Regions from separate parts of the Mus musculus genome. Here region 2 is linked to region 1. The links are chromatin contacts, called in public Hi-C maps. All regions are on one chromosome and are shown on one strand. The core of a region is the stretch at or near the end of the contact, and the rest is flanking DNA. Distances in the headings are between cores, read along the strand shown. Region 1 has its middle 5.6 kb from the start of Banf2os. Region 2 overlaps Mgme1 (mitochondrial genome maintenance exonuclease 1).

The links. Hi-C and Micro-C count contacts between places; a contact is called where the count stands out from the background.
Region 2: a contact with region 1 is called in a Hi-C map of CD8 T cells, with 2.2 times the contacts expected there. The contact joins two enhancer-like sites. A contact is called at or near these places in 1 of 15 datasets of contacts at CTCF or cohesin (large pre-B cells), 24 of 484 Hi-C or Micro-C datasets (B cells, the Ba/F3 cell line, CD4 T cells and 14 more), 8 of 115 datasets of contacts at active chromatin or transcription factors (the 230-238 cell line, CD8 T cells, the HPC-7 cell line and 3 more) and 4 of 9 other capture datasets (adipose tissue, bone marrow-derived macrophages, liver and 1 more).

Annotation. Positions count from the first base shown.
Region 1 is chr2:144,210,388-144,216,544 of GRCm38.p6, forward strand. No RefSeq gene overlaps it. Among named protein-coding and RNA genes, the nearest start is that of Banf2os, 5.6 kb to the left of the region's middle. Within about 2 kb of position 4,389, at least 146 of the 459 cell types and tissues checked have an H3K27ac peak or open chromatin away from gene starts, as enhancers often do. A contact at or near this core is called in bone marrow-derived macrophages, where this site is marked.
Region 2 is chr2:144,276,392-144,282,548 of GRCm38.p6, forward strand. It overlaps Mgme1 (mitochondrial genome maintenance exonuclease 1), which reads left to right. Exons shown (of 5, transcript NM_028984.5): 3 at 1-140; 4 at 2,603-2,735; 5 at 3,090-4,836. The coding sequence ends at 3,251. Among named protein-coding and RNA genes, the nearest start is that of Mgme1, 8.6 kb to the left of the region's middle. Within about 2 kb of position 3,655, at least 47 of the 459 cell types and tissues checked have an H3K27ac peak or open chromatin away from gene starts, as enhancers often do. A contact at or near this core is called in bone marrow-derived macrophages, where this site is marked.

The DNA.
Region 1 (6,157 bases), core at 3,139-5,638:
AGCCCCTCTGGGTTGTTGCTAATGATCCCAAACATACTAAGTGATGCTGCTCTGAGCTTTCCAAGTCCCTATCAAGGTTGTCAATCACTTGAGGTCACATCAGTCTGGACTTAAACACTACTGGATCCTAGTAAACCAGCCTTGTTTTTCACTATCTTCAGGTCATCCTCCAATCCTCCAGAAACGACCAGTCTTCTTTATTTGTCTTCGGTAGAGGAAAACTGGAGGTTACAATTAGGATTTCTCAAAACATACTGACCAGGTTTCGCATCCTGGCCCTGAGCCCCCCATCCCCCCCAAAAAAAACCTGTCCTATCCAGATGTCCAGATGTTCTTCTCCCGCACAGTCTTTGGCTCCTGCTGTCAGTCCAGGGCCAGCTTGCTCCATCGCTGTGGGCCAGTAGTGAAGTAGGGCACTCTGAGGAGCAAAGCTGCTCACAGAGGCCAATCAGTCAGCACAGAGACACACAGATAGGAGGGGGTTAAGGACAAGATATGCTCGTAGGACCTGCCCTCATCAGCCAGCTCCTCCAGCTAGGCCCCGCATCTTGAATTTGTGACCACTATCTAGGAACAAGAGCTTAAGGTGCCCTCTCATATTCAAACCATTACATGATTCATCTCTCCATGTCTCCTGCTGAGAGAGCCTGAAAGTACTGCTTTTACAAGAATGTGGTAGAGGTAACCCCGTGCTATTCCAAAAGAATCCTTTAGCAGGCTCTTGTCCTGCCTGTCGACCTTGAACTCCTGGCTGTTCTGGGCAACCAGTTCAGTAGAGCCTACAGATGCCTCTATCTCCAGACAATCTACCTATACCCATGTTGGATGCCCCCCACCCACCCCGCAACAAAAAACCCATCACCCAGTCAAACCCAGTCAACCTACAGAAGCAGGGTGATAAATGAGGACATCTGAAGCTACCAGATTGTGTGGCAGTTCATTACACAGCAATAGATGCTCAGAATAGCCACTTAGGAACTCCATAACCTGAAGCAAGCGGCAGGCCTTGACTTGAGTCCCCAACAGAAGAGACCATGATGAAAACTTGATGCTTGTAGTAAATTTGGGTGGCAAGTCCATGAAGTAAACAGGATGCAGGGTAGAGATGCAAGCCAGGGAGAGAAGGGTTCATGATCTGACTAAGATATCAGGAGGGACCTCCTGGGGGCGGGAAGAGTGCAGAATACATCTCAAAATTGTCTCAATAAAATGCTATAGTCACTCCAGACAACAGTGATAGAAGTTGCTGAACATTTTTTAAGATAATACTATATATACTCTAACAGTCCCACTTCTAGGTTGCTGTGGTTTAAATACATTTTCTCCACATTTCAAGTGAGGCCAGTGTGACGAAGAGGTACGGATTCCAAACAGATGCAGAAACCCGCAGCCAAACATTCAGCAGCAGAGCTCAGGGAGTCTTGTGGAAGAGTGGGGGAGGGAGCTGGAGAGGTCAAGGAGATGGCAAGAAGACCTTACAGAGTCAACAAACCTGGGGCCCTGGAGCCTCATAGAGACTAAACTACCAACCAAAGATGCATGGGCTGGACTCAGGCCCCCTACACACATTTGCCGCAGATGTGAAGCTGGGTCTTCCTACCAATTGGAACAGGGACTGTCTCTGACTCTGTTGCCTGCCTTTAGATCCCCTTCCCGTACCTGGGCTGCCCTGTCTGGCTTCAGTGGGAGAGGATGCACTCAGCCCTGCTGAGATGTCCCAGGGTGTGGTGGCAGCCATGAGTGGCTTCTCCTTCTCTAAGGAGAAGGGGAGGGGTAATGGAAGGAGGGGTTTGTGAGGGTGGGATTGGGAGGAGAGGAGGGAGGGCTGAGATAGGGATGTAAAGTGAATAAATAAAATGAATATTTTTAAAAAAAGGTGGGGACTCAACCGGGTGTGATGGCACATGCCTTTAAGTCCCAGCACTCAAAAGACAGAGGCAGGAGGATCGCTGAGTTTGAGGCTAGCCTGGTCTATAAAAAGAGTTCCAGGACACCCAAGGCTGTTATGTTACACAGAGAAATCCCAACTTGAGGAAGAGGTGGGTAGTCTTGAAGGTTTCCCCGTGGGCAGGTTCAAAGCCCTTCTAAGAAACTCATGCAGCAATACTTACCCAGCTTGCCCTTCTGACTGCCTCAGCAGGACACAGGGACCCTCCTCCCAGAAGACACCGAGAAAGCCCTCACGAGGCATCAGAGGCTGAGACTCAGGATTCCCTAGCCTCCAGGCTATGGGAAATAAAGTTCTCTTATTTAAAATTGCCTAATCTAGAGGTCGGGGCCACTGCACGGTGGGTAAGAGCACTTGTTGCTCTTGCAGAGGACCCAGGTTCAGTTCCCAGCATCCACATGACAGCTCACAAATGCTTGTAACTCCAGGTCCAGGGAATCCAATGCCCTCTTCTGACCTCCATGGGTCCAGGGTGCTCATGTGGTACACATTAACACATGCAGGCAAAACACCATCCACATAAACAAAGAAATAAGTCTTTGGGTTTTTGTTTTGTTTTTGGGTTTGTGTGTGTGTGTGTGTGTGTGTGTGTGTGTGTGTGTGTGTGTGTGTGTTGGTTTTTGTTTTTTACGATTTTTTAACATTTATTTGTGTAGATGAATACTCAGTCTGCATGTATATCTGCATGCCAGAAGAGGGCATCAGATCCCATGACAGATGGTAGTGAGCCACCATGTGGTTGCTGGGAATTGAACTCAGGACCTCTGGAAGGGCAACCAGTGCTCTTAACCACTGAGCCATCTCTCCAGCCCAGCCCTGTTTTTTGGTTTTTGTTTGTTTATTTGTTTGAGACAAGGTCTCACTGTGTATTTCTGGCTGGCCTGGAACTTGTTATGTAGACTAAGCTAGCCTTGAATTCATAGAGCTCTCAGCATTTCTCTGCTACCTGAGTGCTGAGACGAAAGGCATATACCACCACACTGAGATATAATTTTTTTCTAATTAAAAAATAAAACCTAGTCCAAGATTTTGTGTTGTAGCTGCCCAAACAAACTAAAAACAAAAAACAAAAAAAAACAAAAAAACAAACAAACAAACAAACAAACAAACAAAAACAACAGGGATATATCCAAAGACTGAAAATGACTCTTGAAAAGATACTTGCATGTTTGTGTTTATTGCAGCAACAGTGACAATGGCCAAGAGGTAAAAGAAAACTAAATAGTCACCAGCAGATGAAGCAGTAAAGGCAATCAATACATAGACACCGGGAAGTTCTCAGCCACAAATAGAATGAAATGTAACCAAGCAGAGCGGCCCACACCTGCAATCCCAGCACTCAGGAAGCCGGGGCAGGAAGACCATGAGTTCAAAGCCAGGCTGGACTCCACAGTGAGTTCTAAACCAGATTAGGCGAAATTGCAAAATCATCTCTGGAAACAAAAGGAAAAAGAGGAAAATTCAGTTATACTCCATAAGACGGATGGGACTTCAGGACATTATGCCAAATGTCAGTCACAGAAGGATAAAACTGCAGGATGTCATTTATGCAAGGTTCCTAGAACAGTCAAATATAGAGAGACAGAAAATAGGATGTGGTCACCAGGGCCTGGGCAAGGAGGAACTGGGGAATTGTTCCACAGTGTGGAGAGTTTCAGTTTTACAAGGTGACACATTCTGGAAACCTAGACACGTGGTGTACCTCATTAACAGTGTCGTGTGCACTCAGCAATGTAAAGGCTATAAAGTCATTGCTTCATGCTTTCGTTTGTCTGATACTGGGATCGAATTCAGGTCCTCGTGTGTCCTAGCCAAGGGCTCTACCACTAAGCTACATCCTCAACTCTAAAGTTCTATGTTTTACCACAATTTAAAAAAATAAAATAAGATAGCCTTGGCCAGGCATGGTAGTGCACACAGAGGCAGAAGGAAGGATCTCTGTGAGTTCGAGGCCAGCCTGCTCAACACAGTGAGCTCCAGGACAGCCAGAGCTACACAGTGAAACCATGTCCCAAAAAGCCAAAATAATAATAGTCTTATTAAGGAGCATACAAATCCATCATGGGCCATTCCTCACTGTCCTGTTGTCCCATACTCTAAAAGACCCAATGAGCACACACACACATACACACACACATACATACACACTCACACATATACACACACACACATACACACACACACACACACATACACACACACACACATACACACACACATACACACATACATACACACTCACACATACACACACACATACACACACACACACACACACACACACACACACACACATACCACAGAGATATACAAAGCCATGAGCACACAGAGGCAGGGTCAGAGGTCACCTCCTAGTGGCTGAGTCACAGGCTGCATGCTGTCTCGCTTACCTTGCCCTCTCTTTCCTCCTTTGTCCCCCCCAGAGATAATCCTCTGGTTGAAGGTTCGCCTGGGCTGTTTTAAAGACACCACACAGTATGTGCACAGTTAAATCTACCGTGAGCATGCTGGAAGGTACCACCATTTCCCAGCCCTTCAGACCCAGTTCCCGAGAGCTGTTTCTCAGCCCCTCCCCACCGTGCCCTGGAGCCCCCCACCATAGGGTAATCTGGACCCCAAAAGTCAGACAGACTCACTATGGGTACCTGGTCCCCCTCTTATACTTGCTACAGCTGCCTATATCAACCCACAGGCTCAAGGATGTCCCCAGGTCTGTCCCTAGGGCTGCACAGACCCTTGAGGACAGTGATTTGACAGAACCTGTTCCTGGGCCCCTCCTGTTCCCACGCCCACCCCGCGCGCCCTGACCCCAGCTCTGTCCTCAGGGAAGGTTCTTCCTGACCTGGCTCTAGCCTGCATGTTGCCCCTGTCTAAGCAAGAAGTACAGGCAGGGTTTGCATCCCACTCTCCTTCCTTTTTATCTTTAAAAATCAGGGAACTCCTCTCTTAGCTCCACACATATGGAGGCAGTCTGAGAGCCCCACAAATATGACAGCAGCAGATCTGAATTCTCCAAGGTGCCCGGCTGCTTGTCCCTCCCGGCCTACAGACACAGCCCCGTCAGAGTGAAGGAGGAAGACAAAAAAAGCTGTCCTCGGGGCTGGCTTCTGCTAGTGTGACCTCACCGTCCCCCAGGGAAGCTGGGGCTTTCTCTGCTAGTTTCCTACTTCCAGAGCAGTTTGGAAAGAGCTTTTCTGGCGGCTGGCAAGGCATGTGCCTGCAAGATTATCAGGGCTGCATCGACTAGGGCTTTGCTATTTTCTTCTTTGTTCCTTGGGTTTTTTTTTTTTTCCACAGTGGGCACCTTTTTTTTTTTTTTTTTTTTAAGTGTCAGAGAAACAAATGAGAGTTTTTTAAGTAAGCGATTTAAAAGCCCGCTCCGTCGCCTTCAGCGCTTTTCCCGGCCTCTGCTCATTCTGGGCCCCAGTGTTAGCCATTATTCTCTCTGTAGCTCCCCCTCTGCTTCAAGTCCTCCGCCTTCAACCCTTCCCCCTGTTTGTGAAAAGAAAGAGCTAATAGCAGTGGTTCCTGGGAGCTAAACCAGGCTCCTTGGATGCGTCTAGATTTTTTTTTTTTCTTCTTACCTGGAATATTACTATCAGAATTTATTCTTTCAGACTGAGAAACCGATTCCTGTCCCTGCTGATAAGAGAAAGGGACATTATTTTCTGAGGATCGTCAGAAGGTGTACAGTCTGAGGCTACTCATGAAGAAATGTCAGTCAGACCCTAACTAAGGGACTTGATGCAAGATCATTGTCTGCACATGTCACCAATGTCAATCAATGACATGCAAGACCTGGAAGAATAGAGAGAGGACAACAGAATACAGTGGAGAAATGGGATCTTGTTTTGCCATAAAGGACATTATAAAAGACCGCTGGTGACATCTAATCACAATTAGATAATTGTGTCAAGTCATGTCAGTTTCCTGACCTAGGCAACAGCACTGTTGTAAGACATCTTCTCTTTATGAATTACACATCAAAGCTATGGGCTGGAGGTCAAGGACGTCATAGCTGTAATTTACTGTCACTTGATTTAGAAAAAAGTCTTTACATCTACAAATAAAAATACACACAAATAGAAATAAGACATGGAGCAGATGTGGCAGAAAGCGTGACTGTCTAGGAATGCTGGGCGAGCAGTGGAGACAACTTGTGTTCTGGTCCCGTGTTTTTCTGTGAGTCTCTTTGATTCTGAACCTTCT
Region 2 (6,157 bases), core at 2,405-4,904, 65 kb after region 1:
GAAGAGCACCCCCAGTGTGGCTACATCGAAAGCATCCAGCATATTCTGACAGAAATCAGTGGTGTGCAAGCTCTGGAGAGTGCCGTCCAGCATGAGGCCTTGAAGTATGTAGGGCTGCTGGACTGTGTGGCTGAGTACCGGTAAGTAACCAGGTACATACCCGTGCCTCCTTCAGTCACTGTGGGTGAATGGGTGGGCCAGGATTGTCTATGGGGCTGCTGTCTCTTAACTCCTACTTCAAGATGTGCTTAAGGAATTGTGGCCTTAGCCGGGCATGGTGGCGCATGCCTTTAATCCCAGAACTCGGGAGGCAGAGGCAAGCAGATTTCTGAGTTAGAGGCCAGCCTGGTCTACAGAGTGAGTTCCAGGACAGCCAGGGTTATACAGAGAAACCCTGTCTCGGAAAAAAAAAAAAACAAAAACAAAAAAAGGAATTGTGGCCTCCATCTTTTTAAGGTAAAAAGGGGAGAGCAGGGCAGGAGGTAGGAGAGGCATGAGGCATACCGAGGAAAGCCACCTCCTCTGTGCCAATAGGAAAATCAAACTGGTCAGGGGTATGGCTTATCCTCCAGCCTGTCCCAGGCCCCAATGTGGCTCCTGAACGCTCTTCTCTATTTCCTCTTTAACCACTGTTGTGTTCTTCTGGCTTTCTTCTCCCCCTCCCCCATGCTTTTTTTCCTGTTTTCCCAAAGATTGTACAGTGATCTGTTGGCCCTGAACATCAACTCTCTTCCTGGCTTCCAGGCAGTGGCTGATATGATAAGGACTCTGAACCAGCTAAAACTTCCTATCGCTTCTAAGTTGCTGCTGTTACTGTTTTTCCTAGTCATTGCAGATTCCAAGAGTTGCTGTCATCTGCAGATACTCCATTCCAAATACACCATGAGAGCAATACCAGGATACGAGGGAAAGAGTGTGGAATCTGGGTGACGGTTGAACCTCTGCCTACGTAGTAAGGTTTTAGAGACAACAGTCGCACTGTGTAGCTCTGGCTGTCCTGGAACTCACTACATAGACCAGTCTAGCCTAGAATTTCCAGAGATCCACCTGCCTCTGCCTCCCAAGTGCTGGGACTAAAGGCGTGCGCCCACATGCCCAGCTTCTGAACTTAACTTTTATGGATGCCCATGGATCTGACGTCATTTCTGACCCTGACTTTGTTTACTTAGCATACTCTTTTATTAATCCATGTTGTTCCAAGTAACAGAACTGCCCTCTTTGTTTCTAATTATTTATTTATTTATTAGTTGGTTTTTTTTTTTTTTTTTTAATGGGGTCTCACTACGTAGCCTGGACTAGCCTAGAACTCAACATGTGTATCAGGCTAACCTCAAAGTTATGGAGATATGCTAGCTTCTGCCTCTTCGAGTGTCTGGGTTAAAGGCTTGCACCACCAAACCTGGCCCCACATTCTGATCTTCTAAATATGTATAGTTAGTAGGTATAGTATCACACCAGAATGGATCGAGTGAGGAAGTATCTGTCTATATAGGAACTTTTAGGCAAGGGTCCAGGTTTTCTTACTTCTATGTTTGCATATCACAGGTTCCTACTGATTGAACTCAGCTTTTATGGTGAAGTGCCATAACATGTATCAATCTATAATGAGTTCTTTACTACTGATACATTCTGCTTCCAAAAAATTAACCAAAAACATGTGAGGTGTAATATCAGTTGCTGTTAGTGGTTAAAGGAGTCACAAGGAATAAAGAGAATTATTATTTTAACCAAAAATGTGCTTCCTACTCCTCCTGAATAGCTTCCTGTGTAATAGGATTCTCTGTTGCTGAGCCATGCCCAGTCCCATCTATCCTGGCTTTTCTCTGAAGGCAAGAAGTCACTCTGTAGCACAGGCTGGCTTTGAGCTCATGGTTATTCTCCTGCCTCAACATCATAGCTGTTAGAATTATAGGCATGAAGACCACGCCTGTCATGCTTTTCTAATCCTAAGAAGTAAAGCCTGCTTTGGAAAGTAGAGGATAAAAGCAACAGTCTTCGAGGAACCAAAACCAAAGAACTTAACACAGGAATTAACTTAGTAGTTTTTCTGTTTTATAGGATTTTAAATTACATACATGCATAATCTACCTATTTATTTATTTGTTTGTTTGTTTTGTTTTTTTTAGATTTATTTATAGGTTATATGTAAGTACACTGTAGCTGTCTTCAGACACTCCAGAAGAAGGAATCAGATCTCGTTACGGATGGTTGTGAGCCACCATGTGGTTGCTGGGATTTGAACTCCGGACCTTCAGAAGAGCAGTCGGGTGCTCTTACCCACTGAGCCATCTCACCAGCCCCTTGTTTGTTTGTTTATGTGTTTATTTGGAGTGTGTGAGTGTGTGTGTGTGTGTGTGTGTGTGTGTGTGTGTGTGTGTTTGTGTGTGTACATGTACATATGTGTAGGTTCTCACACCACAGTTTGCAAGTCGAGATTGGAGCACAACCTCGGGAGTTTGCTCTCCTACCGTTTGAGTCCCAGGCACTGTGCTTGGGTCTGTGGGCTTGCCAGCAGGGCGCCTTTACCCATTGAGCCATCTTGGTGGCCTGAGTTTTCAGTTTGAACTGCTACTTACAAAGAATTCCTCTGGATTCTCCTTAGGGGCAAGCTGTGTGTGATTGATTGGAAGACATCAGAAAAACCAAAACCTTTAATTCGAAATACATATGACAACCCGCTGCAAGTTGTGGCGTACATGGGTGCCGTAAACCATGATGCCCACTACAGTTTTCAGGTCAGAACATGAGCTCCTGCGTGATAAGCTGGTTGTGGTGGTTTGGGTTTTACTCGTACTTAAAGCACTGCTTACTGCTGTTCAGCGTTCTCTAACTACAGCGCACTCTCCTCCCCTCCTGGGCTACTGCTGCTGTTTGGTTGGTTTGGGTTTTTGCCTTGCTTTGCTGCTTCGTGAGCACGGTCCATTCTTCAGGGTCTGTCGGCCATCTTTGTGCTCTCCTGTGTCCTGGTGCAGTCTTTAACCGGCCCATCTTAGCAGTGGGTTTGGAGATACTCCTATAGCATGCTTAGCACTGGCTAATTTGCCCTGGCACGAGAGGAAGTGCTGAAGCTGCACTGTGTTTCTCTGTAGGTTCAGTGTGGATTAATTGTGGTGGCCTATAAGGATGGGTCCCCTGCGCACCCTCACTTCATGGATGAAGAGCTCTGTTCCAAGTATTGGGCCAAGTGGCTTCTCCGACTAGAAGAATATACAGAAAAGCAAAAGAACCTGAGCGCTCCAGAGCCAGCGTAGAGGCCCGGGATTGCTTGGCGATGCTGCGCGGCGATCTCTGTTTGGGAGATGCACTGCTGTCCACTGAGTTTCTAAAGAGGAATGCGGGGAACTGAGGGCTACATTAACACAAGCTGAAGGTGTGGTGGGTTGGGATGTACCCACCGAGAAGCCAGAGAGTCTGGAGGTCAGCGCCTGACTCACCAGCTGCACGACCTCTGGCTGTTTCTCACCTGAGAGGAGGACACTGGGATTGGCAGCTGCCCAGGGACTTCTGGGCTCCCTTGCAAACCTCTGTGTCCCTGGCAGGATGCCCAGTCTTTGAATTGAGATCAGAAGGCCAAATGAAGCATCATGTGCCACACATGTCCCTAGAGTTCTCAGGGATGGGAGGGGCCCTGCACCCTCAGGGTATACAGAGAGAGAGAGAGTGAGCAAGCAAGCACGTAGGCATCGCCACCACAGTTTCCTAGAAGGTGTTTTATACACTCTGTGTCATTAGGAAAAACTTATTTCAGCCTAAGGAAGCCTGGCTGCCTAGAGAGCTGGGGCAGGCAATACATCATTGGCTAGGTCCTTTTCCTTACCAGAGAAGCCCCAGCAGCAGGAAGCCTGAGTGTGGAAGTCACCGTCGCTAGGGTTTGGGTATCTATTTCTGGTGTCAGCAGGCCATGGACTACAAAAAATACTGTTGTGGAACTTGTTAACAAAGAGGAACAATGGTAAAACTTTTTTTCTGTGTTTGATAAGTAACAACAAAAAAAAAATCATTGGCTGTTCTTGGGAGACGGTTTTCTGTTTTATAAAGTAAATCTAGTAGCATTAAAATTATAAGTTACACAATCACATTTAGTTTTCATTAGTCTTAAAAAAAAATAAAAGATATTTAACTGATTCCTAGTCTTTCAGTGGACCAGAGTTCTGTTCCCAGTACCCATGTCTGGCAGCTCACATTGTCTATGAGGTCAGTTCCGGGGGACCCAGCACCTCTTCTGGCCTTTTGAGGACTCGTGCACAGACATACATCCACATGAATAGTGAGCTTTTTTTTCTGACTTCTCTCATCTTTATTTATTTTCTCACATGTTACACCCTAACCAGTTTCCCATCCCTCCTCTCCTCCCAGTTCCTCCCCCAGCCTCTCACCTCTTCTCTCCCCCTGGTTCACTCCTCCCCAGTTCCCCTTCAGAAAAGGGCAGGCCTCCCGGGGATATCAACCTAACATGTTATATCAAGTTGCAATAAGACTAGGCACCTCCCTCATATGAAGCAAGCCAGTAGGAGGAAAGGGGTCCCAAAAGCAGGCAAAAGAGTCAGAGACAGCCCCTGCTCCCACTGTTAGGGGTCCCACAAGAGGACCAAGTTACCCAGTCCTAACACAGATGCAGGGACTTAGGTCAAACCGGTTCACGCTGCCTGACTGCCGGTTCTGTCTCACTGAGCCCCTATGAGTCCTGCCTGGTTAGTTGATTCTCTGGGCTTTTTTGTGGTGTTCATGACCCCTATGGCTCCTACAATACTCTCTCCTGCCTCTTCTACAGTATTCTCTGAGCAAAAATGAGCTTATTTAAAAGAAAAGGTAATAAAGCATTTTATTTGTTTTTGTTTAAAGGTGTATTTATAGGGTGATTTCATAGACCTGAAAATTGTTTGGACTTTATCATCATTTGTTTATATATTTCCTGCAGTCCTGGGAATCAAACCCTTGGCACATGCGTTGAGTCTAATCATTGCACTTGGACTTTAAGTCTGAAATTTTACCACTGGCCCAGGAGTTTACTGAGCTCTAAAAATGCGCCAAAGAAGGTGTCCTAGGTGAACTCAACCATAGTTACCTGACAAAGTCACCAGGATATAGATATGTCTACAGGGTTCTCTAGCGGAAGTGAGCCAAGAAAATATAAAAAGATTTACTGGGGCTGGAGAGATGGCTCAGAGGTTAAGAGTTCTGGCTGCTCTGCCAGAAGTCCTGAATTCAATTCCCAGCAACCACGTGGTGACTCACAACCATCTGTGTAATGTGATCTGGTGCCCCCTTCCAGCCTCCAGACATAAATGCAGGTAGAATGCTGTGTATATAATAAATCTTTTTTAAAAGAAGATTTACTGGATTGACTTAAACTATAGGGCTGGGTAGTCTAAGAGTGATCAGTGCTGAAGGGCCAGAGAACATGGTAGCTGCTCACTCCAAAAGGCTGAATGCCTGCGCAGTTCCTGGTACAGCTGACAGTCTCAGTGCTCCCTGGAGAGCTACTGGTGCTGAGTCCCTGTTTGAAGGCTGACTTGGAAAATGCTAATGCATTTCCAAGCTCTGTGAAGCACAACTCCAGACGGGCTCCCTTCGTACAGGCCACAGCTTGTCCACAGCATCGCTAACTTCTACCACATCAGTTACAGCCTCGACCTGAGGAGAGGGATATTGACATTGTAAAGACTTTTTTTCTTTAATTTGTATTTGTCTGATGAATATATGTCTCTGAGAGTGTATGGCACAGTTGGCAGAGGTCAGAAGAGGACATCAGATCCTCTGGACCTGCAGTTACAGGCAGCATGAGCTACCAGACGTGTGCTGGGAGCCAAACTCTAGTCCTCTTAAAGCAGGAGGCATTGAACTACTGAATCATCTCTCCAGCCCCAAGATACATGTTTTTAAAAGACAGGGAGAGGGCTGGAGAGTGCTTGGTGGTAAAGAGCAGTGGCTGCCTTCAGGAGGACCACAGGTTGCTTCCCAGCACCCACATGGCAGCTAACAATAGTCTGACTCCAGTTTTAGGGAGTCTGAGGCGCTCTTCTGCCTCTCGGGGTACCTGCCCACACACAGAAGCATAATTTTCTTTAAAATGTTTTAATCTGTTGGCTGGTGGTGGTACAAGTCTTTCATCCCAGCAGTCGGGAGGCAGGCAGATTTCCTTGCATTCAAGGCCAGC